Linked DNA regions of Mus musculus: region 1 is linked to region 2. A link is a contact called in public Hi-C data. All regions are on one chromosome and are shown on one strand. The core of a region is the stretch at or near the end of the contact, and the rest is flanking DNA. Distances in the headings are between cores, read along the strand shown. Region 1 overlaps Col28a1 (collagen, type XXVIII, alpha 1). Region 2 has its middle 11 kb from the start of Gm46950.

Evidence for each region. Hi-C and Micro-C count contacts between places; a contact is called where the count stands out from the background.
Region 1: a Hi-C map of the C3H10T1/2 cell line shows a contact between it and region 2, with 6 times the contacts expected there. The contact joins two enhancer-like sites. A contact is called at or near these places in 10 of 39 promoter capture datasets (the 3T3-L1 cell line, the C10 cell line, HPC-7-derived erythroid cells and 7 more), 2 of 15 datasets of contacts at CTCF or cohesin (large pre-B cells and stem cell-derived epiblast-like cells), 104 of 484 Hi-C or Micro-C datasets (the 3T3-L1 cell line, 3T3-L1-derived adipocytes, the 63-12 cell line and 60 more), 8 of 115 datasets of contacts at active chromatin or transcription factors (the NIH/3T3 cell line, PVALB interneurons, astrocytes and 4 more) and 4 of 9 other capture datasets (adipose tissue, embryonic stem cells, liver and 1 more).

What each region holds. Positions count from the first base shown.
Region 1 is chr6:8,181,922-8,188,811 of GRCm38.p6, reverse strand. The region is part of intron 1 of Col28a1 (collagen, type XXVIII, alpha 1); the gene reads left to right. Among named protein-coding and RNA genes, the nearest start is that of Col28a1, 7.2 kb to the left of the region's middle. Within about 2 kb of position 5,366, at least 1 of the 459 cell types and tissues checked has an H3K27ac peak or open chromatin away from gene starts, as enhancers often do. A contact at or near this core is called in the C3H10T1/2 cell line, where this site is marked.
Region 2 is chr6:7,732,190-7,738,351 of GRCm38.p6, reverse strand. No RefSeq gene overlaps it. Among named protein-coding and RNA genes, the nearest start is that of Gm46950, 11 kb to the right of the region's middle. Within about 2 kb of position 4,806, at least 26 of the 459 cell types and tissues checked have an H3K27ac peak or open chromatin away from gene starts, as enhancers often do. A contact at or near this core is called in the C3H10T1/2 cell line, where this site is marked.

The sequences.
Region 1 (6,890 bases), core at 4,117-6,616, 450 kb before region 2:
TGCATGTGTATAGTTTCAGAATGTACAGTTCTGAATACAACCAGTGAGTAACTATTATAGCAACTAACTTTAGTATGCAGTTTAATATTATTTTTTTATTTTATTTTATTTTTTTATTTTTTGGTTTTTCGAGACAGGGTTTCTCTGTATAGCCCTGGCTGTCCTGGAACTCACTTTGTAGACCAGGCTGGCCTCGAACTCAGAAATCCGCCTGCCTCTGCCTCCCAAGTGCTGGGATTAAAGGCGTGCGCCACCACGCCTGGCATAGCTTAATATTATTAAAGCTTCCAAAACCCCAATAGTAAAATAATAATTTTCCTCAAATTCATTTTACTGTAAGCAAAAGCTAACTGACAACTAATTTCTCCTCCATGTAGTATTTAAAAAACTTGAAGAAGATTGCACACACTAGCAAGATTTTGCTGAAAGGACCCTGATATAGCTGTCTCTTGCGAGGCTATGCCTGGGCCTAGAAAACACAGAAGTGGATGCTCACAGTCAACTATTGGATGGATCACAGGGCCCCCAATGGAGGAGCTAGAGAAAGCACCCAAGGAGCTAAAGGGGTCTGCAACCCTATAGGTGGAACAACATTATGAACTAACCAGTACCCCGGAGCTCTTGACTCTAGCTGCATATGTATCAAAAGATGGCCTAGTCGGCCATCAGTGGAAAGAGAGGCCCATTGGACTTGTAAACTTTAATACCTCAGTACAGGGGAACGCCAGGGCCAAGAAGTGGGAGGGGGGAGGGCAGTGGGTGGGGAGGGTTTGGGGGACTTTTGGGGTAGCATTGGAAATGTAAATAAAGAAAATACCTAATTAAAAAAACTGGAAGAAGAAAGTTATTATATTGGAAGAATGACATTTTGATAATGACTTAAAATGACTCTATGACCTTACTTTGGGAAACTACTATATAAAACAATATGTGTTATGAACTGACATAGCATGAGACACAGGTGGGGAACAATAAGCTACATAGTGTTCTTAAAATGTTTTTGTCCAGGAATTTTAAAGTTTTTCAAGTTTTAAAAATCTTTAAAAAATCTTCTTTTGAACTTTAAACACACTAACTAGTTTCTTGAATTTACTATATCATATCAGGGCTGAGCCCTGACTTTATTGCTGGCTATATTTTGGTCAGGTATCAGAAACATGGTCTGTCGATAATGTACTTACTGTCAAAGCTCCAGCTAGTAGGTTAAAACTGCCTAATCCTAGGGGAGAAAAATTTTCCATCAATAGAAAGTTCTAAGATGGAGTGTTGATGGTCAAGCATAACATGCTGGAATTTATCCATGATGGTTTTTCCTGAGCCACTTGTCCGAAAGTGAAACTCTTATTTTCCAAATGTAAATTTCTCACTAAGCAGGCTACCCCTTCTCTTGCTCTGCCTTAAGCCTGGGCAGCGTAAAAGTCTATAAGCCTTGGAGGTATTTAGGAAGAGGGAGGGATAGAGGGAGGGATAGCTGCATAAAGAGCTGAGATTTATTTTCTCTCTGATTTTGGCTTAACTCCTTCTGTGGCCGTTAACATTATTCCCTATTTTACCAACCTTGAAATGGAAAAAAAAAATTAAGTGTGGTCTGTCTTTACATTCTACTTTGAGGTTTGATACTGTTATTTGCCCTCCATATATATATATATATATAAAGAGTTTAAATGCCCTGTACTGATAAATTAAAGAATTCATCAATGTATAATACAAACAACACTAATACAGGAAAGTAAAATCTGATTGAAAACTAGCTTATATTTAATTTTCTCCATCAAAAGCAGGATTTAGGGCTGAGGCTAGAATTTGCAAGATAAGTGTGAGGTACTGAGTTCAGATCCCCAGAAACTGCAGTCAGTGGTAGAAGGGGAAAACAAGTACCCAAGCTACTCCTTACATCTACGTCTGTAGTGTGGTGTACATTCACACACATGGACACTGTTAGCATTCCTTAGGCTCTGCCTCACAGTTACCTGGCAATGGCCAGGTATGTCTGACTCACTACAAAAGGGGCTGCTTGCTCACTCTCTTATTCTTTTACTCTCCTACTCTCTTCCCTCTCTGTCCCCTCGCTCCCCATTCCCCTCCCTCCTCTCTTTCCATGTGCTCCTGACTTCCCCCTCCCCTCCTCTCCCCTCCCCTCCGCTTCCCTCTCCTCTGCTTCCCTCTCCTCTCCTGCCTGTCTCTACTTCCCACTCTTCCTTTCTGTCTCTACTCCCTCCTCAACTCCCCTCCCCATGGCCTAAATAAACTCTACGCCATCTATCCTATGGCTGGTACCTCAGGGCGGGGGGGGGGGGGGGAATGTCTCAGCATGTTCCCGAAGAGGAACCCCCTTCCACCTCACCATACCTCTATACCTAATATATCTTTGTTTTCTTTCTTTCTCTCTCTCTCCCTCCCTCTCCCCCTCTCTTTCTTATAAAATACAATAGACACAGCACCCACACATTCATTTCATATATGTTCATATGCACAAAGTTAGTATGTTTTGTTTTGTTTTGTTTTTGTTTTTTGAGACAGGGTTTCTCTGTGTAGCCCTGGCTGTCCTGGAACTCACTTTGTAGACCAGGCTGGCCTCGAACTCAGAAATCTGCCTGCCTCTGCCTCCCAAGTGCTGGGATTAAAGGCGTGTACCATCACTGCCTGGCTTAGTAATTTTTTTAAAAGCAGGAACCAATCCTTGTTATGAACAGATGTGGTCTTCTCTCAGTGAGTGTTGGAAGACAAAGTTAGGAGTTCTGTCCATTGAGTGAAGGGAACCATCGAGTTAAAACTGATCTTTCAAACCTAAGATTTATCCAAATTCCTCTTTTTGGTATTTATTAGAAAGAAGATTTGTCCATTTTTTCTAGATAACATTTTTCCTAGTAGTGGGCTTTGATAAGGAAGAAACAACATGGAAGAGGGGACCATAAAAAGGACATTTTAGTAGTCACAACATTGTGGTGGGAATTACTCAAGCTGGGAACCAAATTTCAGAAGATGAAGGAAGGTGTAGTGGGGGTAATTATGTAAGAAAACAATCACTATGTATCTAAGTTATTCTTAAAAGAAAGTTTCTTAAAAAATAATAGCAATAACAAAAGAGGAAGTAGAGGGCAAGTGTGGAGAGCTGTGCCATTACAAGATGGCTTCCACAGTGCCTAACTGGTAAACAAGCAATGTGCGCAAGTGCAAGAGTAAATTCGTGCCAACTCACTGCCCATCTCGGGGCGTAGCAGTGGGGTGATGAGTGAGCAGCTAATCAGGAGTTGACACGTCACACAGAGGGGTATTTAAGCAGCACCATTTACCGGGTTCGGGGTCTTCCTGATAAGTAAGCAATAAAGCTTTGCCGTAGAAGGACCTGGTTGTCCGAGTGTGTTTTGCTGGCGAAACATTACAAGGACAGGCAAGGAAAAAGGTTAAGTCATTCAGAATTTAGTGACGAAGCTGTTCACTGTTTCAGACTTAGGCAATGCCCCATTTCCCAAGTTGAAGGATTTAAATTTTTCTCTTTGCTGATGAATAGGACCAATCCTTTCTTGATGTTCCTCCGTTTACTGCAGAAGGGCACAAGACAACGCCCAAGCCATATTCTTGGGTCCAAGAAGCATAGTGAGTTCTGGAAGCTTCAGACCTTTAGAGCAGTTCTTAGAAGTTTGGCCGCACCAAGTTTTCTACTGGGAAAAAAATTAACATGGAACTTCTAATAGTTTTTCTAAAATGTTTAGGGAGATCACTGCCTTTTCCCTTTTCAGTCACAGCCTCTGGTTTATTTGACACTGGATCAGCAGCGTGGTGGGTGGATCAAACTGAGAGGAACTTGGACAACACCATGCCATGCCTTATTCTTGACCCAGGCATATTCTTTGGATACAACTTTCAGCTGATTTGTGACCAGCTTTTAAAAATGGTTTTATGAATTTTCTGGAGTCTGTAAGGCAACAGCATTGTAATTTCCTGTGAATTGTAACGTCCCATGCCTTATCTCATGTATGCCATGTGAGTGTGAAAAATGTGGCTAACCTCCCAAGAAAAGAAAGCAAATATCTGGTTTTGACTATAGATTTCACTGTTACTTGAAAACCTCAGGGAATTTCTTGAAAAGCTACTTTGTGAGGGGGTGATGAAGAAATCATTCACATTCACGTGGAACTTTCATTTGATAAGATAGTTGTTAGAAGTAAGGCTCAGAGGATCTTTAATTATGTGATATATATATATATATATATATATATATGTATATATACATGGTATATGAATGTGTGTATGTGTCTATGGTGTATGCACATATATGTGTGTATGATATGTGTAGTATTGCTTGTATATGTATGTATGTTTGTATTGTGTATATGTGTATGACAGAGGGGAACAGTGTATGAGTGGTGAATGAGCCATCACATGAGTGTGAAGTCCAGAATAGGATGTTAGATGTCTTGCTCTGTCACTCTTCTGAGTCAGGGTTTCTCATTGAACCTGGAGCTGGCTTGAAAGCCAATAAGACCCAGTGACCCTCTGTCTCTGCTCCTCAATGTGTTGGGATTACATGGTTGACTTTGATACATGGGTGCTGGGAATTTGCAAGAAGGTCTTTCTGCTTGTGCAACAAATACTTTCATCTATTGAGTCTTCTCCCCGCCCACTGTTCTAACATTCTCTAAGTTTAGGATGACAGTAGAAATGCTACCAAATGACACTTTTTATGGTCTCAGTGTCTGCAAAACCTGGAATTTTATTTTATTTTATTTTATTTTTCTTGCATGTGCATGTACGTACACATTCACATGTGTGTGCATGTAGCCATGCATGTGGAGGCCAAGTCTCGCTGTTGTATGCCTTTCTCAACTGCATTCTTTTTTAGTTTTTGAAGTAAGGACTCTCTCTAAACCTGAAGCTCACCGTTTGGCTAGATTACCCGGCTATTGTGTCCTAGGAATCCTCCTGTATCTACCAGTCCTGCACTGATAGTGTAGACATGTCCTTTGTAGAGACTCTGGGGATGCAATTCAGATTCACACACTCTGTACTCACTCAGCCACCTCTTCAAATGTCCTTTTACTTTTACTTTTGAAAGCCTTCTTTCCTGTTCATCTTAAATTATTTTTTAACCAAGAAATAATTGTAGTGTCACATGCAATTCTAAATTAACAACAAGAACAACAACAATACTGTATCGCCATGCAGTCTGTTCTTAACTCAACATCCCCCAGTTGGCAGCATCCTGAATGGCAATGGCATTGATAGTCATGATGCAGTCATTCTGTCACCACAAAAATTACTCTTGCTGTCATTTATAAATATGTGAACTTTCTTACCTCTACCCATAAAGGCTCTTGAGAATCTCTGCTCAACACTACTTTACTGTTGCAGGATATTTGATCCCATTGTGAGCCCTGAGATTGTGTGCTTTACTGAAAAACCTGTTTCTGCTTGTGTAGCACAGCCTTAGCCCACATCTTTAATTCCTGTGGCTGAAATACAGAAACACCCTTAGTACACATCTTTAATCCCAAACAATAAAGGTAAAGTTAGTTAGTAGAAGGAAGAACCCATGTTGAAAAGTGAAGTCTAAGTGGCAGACAGAGTAACAAATCAGAGAAAGACTTGACAGGATAGGATATGACCAACTCTCAGAAGAAACAAGAGAAAAGGGAAGCTACTTAAGAGAGAGCATTGTAGAAACCAGAGGGGGAAGTTTTACAAGGACAGTTGTTCAAAGACAGAGAGAAAACAAGCTAGACACAGGTGAAGACAGAGCAAGCCAGAGAATGAGGAGACAGAAGATTAGAACAGATTGCCAGAGTTAGTATGAGGCCAAGCAGGACAACTCAGAAGAAACCGAAAGAAGCCAGATTGAATCAGTCAGCTTAGAGAAGAGTTCTGAGTCAGATGAGCTGAGATGAACCAGCCAGCCAGAGTTCAGAAAGATCAAGAAAGGGTGAGCTCATTCAACAGTCAGTCCCAGAGAATGAAAACATTCTAGGCCTAGATAAGATGGCACACAGGCCAGAAGCCTCCAGGACTAGACCTAAGCTAGCAGATAGAAGCAGTGAGCCTCGGAGACAGGCACATCAGGAGGATAAAAGATACTCAATCACTCTCCACTTCCATGACGTTCATGCCTGTGGAGTGCAGATGGTGACATGTATGTGAAACACTCAGTACTTTGACTGACACATGCTTGCTGATCTCGAGAGGTTCTTATTGTTATATTGTTATTGCATCAATATTGTTAAAATGTCAGCCATCCTAAAAAATGGTAACCATAGGATCTAAAATATGGCTCAGAGGTAAAATCTCACAAAGTGGCCTAAGCTCGACAGCCTGGGTTTTATCCCTAGTAGCTGTGAAAAGATAGAAGGAGAGAACCAATCCTATGAAGTTATTTTCTGACTTCTTAATATATACCGTGGCATGCACAAACCCCATCACATGTAGACCCACATAGAATAATTAATGAAATTAGTAAGAAAACTATTTTAAATAATTTTAACAACACATATATCTCCTTCTTCAATAATCACGCTGTTATGGATCTCAGAGGAAGCCTAGTCATTTGTAGAGCAGTAAGGTCCTTTCACCATAGACTGAATGCATAAGTTAGAAAATAAGAATAAAAGACAAAGGGCCAGCTGCGAAGACCCCCTTCTGGGATAGACATCTCAAAATATCAACCACTGTAAATAAAGCAAATAAAACTATAAATAATGACAAATCCAAGTTCTTTTCCAGTCACTTAAAAAGGCCATTGACTTGAAGGCAAGTGTTTAGGCAAGGAAAAAGTTCTATTAGGAAATCCAGCATTCCAAAGATAGGGGCTCTCACTAGCAAAAATCCATTTTGCTTAGTACCTGAAGGTGAAAGGCTCAGGTAGGAATTTTAGGGAGGTTTGTCAGATAGGTAGATAC
Region 2 (6,162 bases), core at 3,557-6,056:
TTCACCAATGTCCTAGGCAGTCCTTGAGCAGACCCTGGGCTTGGAATTTAGTAAGAATGTTACCTATTCAGATGAATTGCCTCCAATATTGAAAGAGAGATAGTGAAAGAAATCAGGCATTACTGTCTACTACATAGAGTTAGAAATTTTAGGGCAAGCTTAGCAAAGTAAGTTTAGAATTCTTATTACAGTTATGTATGGCAGACTACATTACTTAATAGAAGAAAGTCCCCCATAAAATCACTTAGAATAACAGTGAGTCACTCCCATATACAGGAACTTACAATGGTTTAGGAAGTGGTTTAAGGAAGAACTAGATTATTGCATCATTCATGAGAAGGTTAGCTAGAGCAGAACTCCCTAACACATACTTTCACTAGTCCAGAGGAATAATATAGTTAGGTATAGGTCCAACTGAGTCCAGTCCGTGGCAATTCTTAACAACCTTAAGAACCCCGTTTCCATTTGCAGTTATTTCATGCATGACCATTCCATCATGTGACAGGGAACCTGCATGATTGTTTTGGTTCTCATGCCAATAAATAGGTGAAGTTGGCCAGGAAGCTTGAAGGTTCCTTCTGGACAGAGTTTGATGCCTTAAACATATAAGGAGTTTCTGGGGCATGCTACTTCTAACAATAGTGGTAACAAGAAAATGCAGCAATGCAAGAACAATTTATTTTCATCCAAAGTCATCACACTGCAAATAAATCTATTATTCAGATTACAAGAAACCAAATCTTAGAGAAATGACTTGGTTAGTGTCACAGAATTTCCCAGAGTATTTCTAAAGTTTGATCCCAATCCAGTCAGTCTCTCCAATCATCACATTCTGATCCTAGAGTGTGAAATTGTCCAACGCAGGATGAAATTACAGATGTTTCAGAAAGACCAGAAGCTTCACAAATGCTACAGCCTTTTCTGTCCTTGGTCATTAATCTGAGATGTTGTGAAAATCTAAACTATATACTGTGGATTCCATTGCATTATAGTTGATGTGACTAAATTCTATAGTATTACAGTGATGTGACGTCAGCTCCCTACTGAAGCCTACCAAAGAAACAAGAGTAGTGTTACTTGAATTTTTGAGAAAAATATAACATTTTATCTATTTATATAAACCATGGGCTAGTCTCTACTGCCCGCACATACTGTAGACATACATGCTCACTCTAATATAAAATCAAACTATCTTCTATCATATCACTCTCAAAGCCTTGGAATGTCCTTGGAATGTCTGTACTTAAAAAGTTACTTAGTAACTTTAGTACTAACATTGGAAGAAACTTTTTAAGTATATAGAGATGTTATGCTAAATGATACAGAGCAGCTACTGAAGAAGAAACACTGCACAGTCGCACTTACAGGAGACCCAGGAGATCTGAACTCAGAGAAGCAAAGGACAAAATGATGGGTGTTAGGGTTGAGGACAGGGGACAATGAGAAATGATAACTCAGTGGATATAAAATGAGTTATACAACATCCATAAATCCTAGAGCCTTGCTAGACAATGTTGCTCCTGTTGATAACAATGCTGTATTATAAACTTTAAGCCTGTTAAGAAGGTAGATCTCATTAAGTGCTTCTTCCACAATAAAAAAAAATAGTATTATGGTATAAAACATGAGAATATGTGTGTTTCATGACAGGGTTTCTTTGTGTAGCCCTGACTTTTCTAGAACTTACTCTGTAAACCAGGCTTATCTCAAACTCTTAGAAATCCACCTACTTCTGTCTCCCAAGTTCTGAGATAAAATGTGTGTGCCATTACAGTTCAGCATGTGAATATTTTTTAACACTAAGAATTTTCAGTCCACGTGATAAAAGCTATGCTTTTTAATGTATTTCAATAATTGGAAAATATTTGAATTAAGCCAGCACGAATGTAGTAAAGCATTGAAATGAGCTTATGTTTCCTTTATCACAGCAGATGGATAGCTATCTGAAAATATTCACTCATGTGAGAGACATAGCTAACTGTAAAGGAAGCTAGGCCATTTGTTAAGGGCTTAAGAGTTTAATATCAAGAAGACAGAGATTTATTCTGTAGGCAAATGAAGTCAGAAGAGGTTTCCCAGCAAGAAGGCAGAATTCAGTTGAGTGGATTTGCAGGAGGATGACTTTAGCTTCGTTGTGGAGACCTGGGTGGTGCAGGGAATGTCCAGTAGCAGAGGGTCAGACAGGAGGCAAATGATGCTATCAGGAGGCACAGTGATCAAGAGATGTCCTGGCTAGATGTGGAAGAATGCCAGAGACAACATGGCCACAGGCATCCCCATGATTAGAAGATGTGTTAGAGATTGAGACCAGAGCAGAATAAAGGATGAAAGAGGTTGCATCTTCCTTTTGACTGACTTTTGTGGAGGAAGGAATAGAAATGGGTAATAGTGAGTGGGATTCTCTACATACATATTTTATATATGAACCATACCCAATGCATATACATTTAAGGTGTATTTAATATAAACATTAAAGTGTGGCACACACTCAGACAATATCCAATAAGTTTATGTATAAGGAGGTGCATCTAAATCTAAGGCAATAGAGTAAGAACTTCAGTTAGCAGGAGACCATTACCCTACAGGAAATAGAAGGAGAAATTTACTTTGAATCCCATTGCAGGCATTTCTCCCTGACCTCTGTGGGGAGGAGAACAAATTCATTTCTAGCATCTAGAATAGTTTATCTAGACGCTTGCTGGGAAAGCTGCCATTTCTGGAGACTTCATATGTTCCTATAAACACATTTCATACAAGCTGATTAAACTTAAATATCTACAGAGGTTGTGATTTGAGTTTTGGTGTTTTAGTTTAGTTTAGGCTGTCCCCATAAATGGGGATTGAGACACAGAATCTAAAACAACGTATCTGAGGATTTTAGGAAACACTGGCATTCATAGGAAAAGCCAAACAGGAAGGGATAAACAAGAGGTCATGGTAAGGAAGCAGCCTTACTGGGAAGCTAGGGCTAAAGGCCCTCAGGTCCTTCTGAGACAGCTCAGGTTCCAAGAGTCATAGTTCAGGGTCAGACTTTTGCATACTCAAAGGTCTGAAGGATATGAAAGAGAAGAATAAACACTGTCTGTTAACCCAGGCTGAAGAAAAACTATATAGCTGGGTGTAGTGGTATACACCTTGGATCCCGGTACTTGGGAGGTAGAGGCAGGAGGATCTCAGTTAGAGGGCAGAAAAGGAAGAGGAGGAGGAGGAAGAAGAAGAGGAGGAAACAGATATGATATGAGCAAACAGCTGGAAGGGCACCCACCCCAGGCCTTTGTGCTCATTTAAATCAGTAAGAAACACAGAAACAATAGAATCTTAATTGAGCAGGAAGGCAAATGTTAGCATAGTGTGGATGATTTGGCTTATTTGTTCAAAGGAAGCAGGAAAGACGCAAACACAGTGAGGTGCACTGGTATTTTTCACAAGTATTCTTTTTTTGTTTTTGTTTTTTCGAGACGGGGTTTCTCTGTGTAGCCTTGGCTGTCTTGGAACTCACTCTATAGATCAGGCTGGCCTGGAACTCAGAAATCTGTCTGCCTCTGCTTCCCAAGTGCTGGGATTAAAGGAAGGTAACTGGGCAAGCCAAGTAAACGAGGTATCGAGCAGGATTTTTCCATGGTGTCTCCTTTAAGTTTCTTCCCCGGCTTCCCTCAAAGATGAACTGTAACCTGTGAGCCAAATAGCCACCCCCACAAGCTATTTTGGTATTTTACCATGGCAACAGAGAAACAAACTAGAATACCTGTCATTCTCACACAAAATGGGCACAGCTGTGTTCCAATAAACTTTTATTTGTAGATCCTAAAATTTGACTTTCATACAATTCTCTTGCTACTTTCAACCCTTAAAATGTAAATTCTTAATTTCTGGGTAATTTGTGATTTGACTTATGGACCATCTCTTGCTTAGCTGTGCTCTGGAAATGAAGTAGAAGCCAACTGTAACTTATAACCTTTGGTCATTGTTTTGGTTAGGGCTTGAATTGCTGCAATGAAGACACCATAACCAAAAACCAAGTTGGGATGAAAAGGGCTTATTCGGCTTACACATTGTCCTTCATTGGAGGAAGTCAGGACAGGAACTTAGCCAGGCTGGAACCTGGAGGCAGGGACTGATGCAGAGGCCGTAGAGGTTCTGCTTACTGGCCTGCTACTCATGACTTGCTCAGCCTGCTCTCTAATAAAATCAAGGACCACTAGCCCAGGGATAACATCATCCACGATGGGGCCCTCCCCCACTGATCACTAATTGAGAAAATGCCTTACAGCTAGATATCATGAGGCATTTCCTCAACTGAGGCTCCTTTCTCTCTGGTGACTCTGACATGTGATGACACATAAAACCAGACAGTATAGGCATTATGTGTCTATGTCATATAGTGACTCGCTAATGCTCAAAATAGTATTCCCCACACATTTTGTGCTATTGAGACACGTTGGTGGTGGCATTTTCTTAATTTTAATGGACACCCCCACTCCAACCCCATTGCAACAGTGGCTTTATGACTGTTTTGTTAAGTCTTGTGTTTCCTATGCCATCCTTCACACATAATATTTGCTGTTTAAACTGTACAGTGTAGTAGGTTTAGCATCTTCCCAAAGGTGTTAACAACTAACTTTATGATATTGTTCATCACCTGAAGAAGAAAGTCATTTCCTATGCTTTCTGCCCAGCTTTCCGCACTCATTAGCCAGCTTTCTGTCTCTGTTACTTTGCGAACAGAGTTCATATAGATAGACTAACACAACCTGAACCTCTTCTGTCTGGCTCCTGCCTAGTATAATGTTTTCATTGTTCATGTATGCTGCAGCATGAATCTGCACTTTGTTCATTTTTGTGGCTGAGTAACACCCTTCCCTTTGTATATACCATATTTTGTTTATGGCCTTCTTAGTGTCTGGACACTGGGTACTTTACATTTTGACTACCGTTAATAGTCACAAGCGTTCATGTACAAGTTTTTGTATAGACATGTGTTTTACACTTTCCTGCGTATAAATCTAAGAATGGAATTACTGGGTCAGATGGCAACTCTGTTTAAACGTTGAGCAACTCCCCAATCAACGCCAGTCTTTGAGAGCTACTGTACCATGACTGCCACCTGGTGGGCAGTGATTTTATTGCACAGTCTCATGCAAGGCATTCTGACTTGAGGGACGTAAATTTCGATAGGAAACACTTGTCTAACGGTTTAAAAAAGTAGAATATAAGAATTTGGTTTGTGTCACATTTATAATTTGTAATTTGGGGAAAATGTACTGCCAACCAAACTAGAAGCCCAACCAGAGCCCCAGGAGAAAAATCACACCAACAATCTGCCTGAGGAAATAACACCAAATAGCCTGGCCTCAGTGGGTCCATGCACACAGCTGGCTTCCAATCGGGTAATTCCTCCAGTGAAAAGTGGGGCATTGTTAGAATGCCGTGGCACCATAACTGCTGGTGCCACAGCCACAGCTTTCATCTTTAAGGGGCTAAGATGGTTTACTCTGGGGCCATTTTGAGTGACCAAGGCTAGGAATTCAGATTTAAGCCACCCCAAACTACTTGCTTCAAAGTGGAAGCAGATTCATGAACATTTATAGATTTACAGAACAAAGTCATAAATCAAGGCGAGTTGGAAACACATGGAGGGGTACTTTAGAGAGGCGGTTACAGCAAGCTTGGAGGTCGTCCTTTCTGTACGTCTTCAGACGCTGTCGGATGACATTCTTAGCCTTGGAGTTGGTGCAAGCTAGGGGCCTACTCAGTTAATAGATTCCCAAGGTTTTCATCCGTTAGTCACAGGATGTTAGTTCTGACACAGGTGAGCAAGGAATGGCTGTTAGGAGTTGTGACTAAAGCAAGCCTAAGATAAACTAAGTAGCCGTTGGACCTGTAACATTCCCACCCCCACCCCCACCCCACCCCCACCCCCACCCCCACAGGACTGACATTAGTCAGTCAGTCTCTGCAGACCGCTTCTTTCCAGGAGTTCTCCCTCAAAGCAGCAAGAGAAGATGACAGAAAGTACTGTAGGTTTCCAAAGATAGCGTGTGGAGAGGTTAGATAATGGAAACCATAGAAAACAAAGCTTTACATTATGTCAACAGTGATAGGACAGACACCCAGACTCACACTGCCACTCTCATCAGCCCGAAGGGTTCCCCTAGACATTTA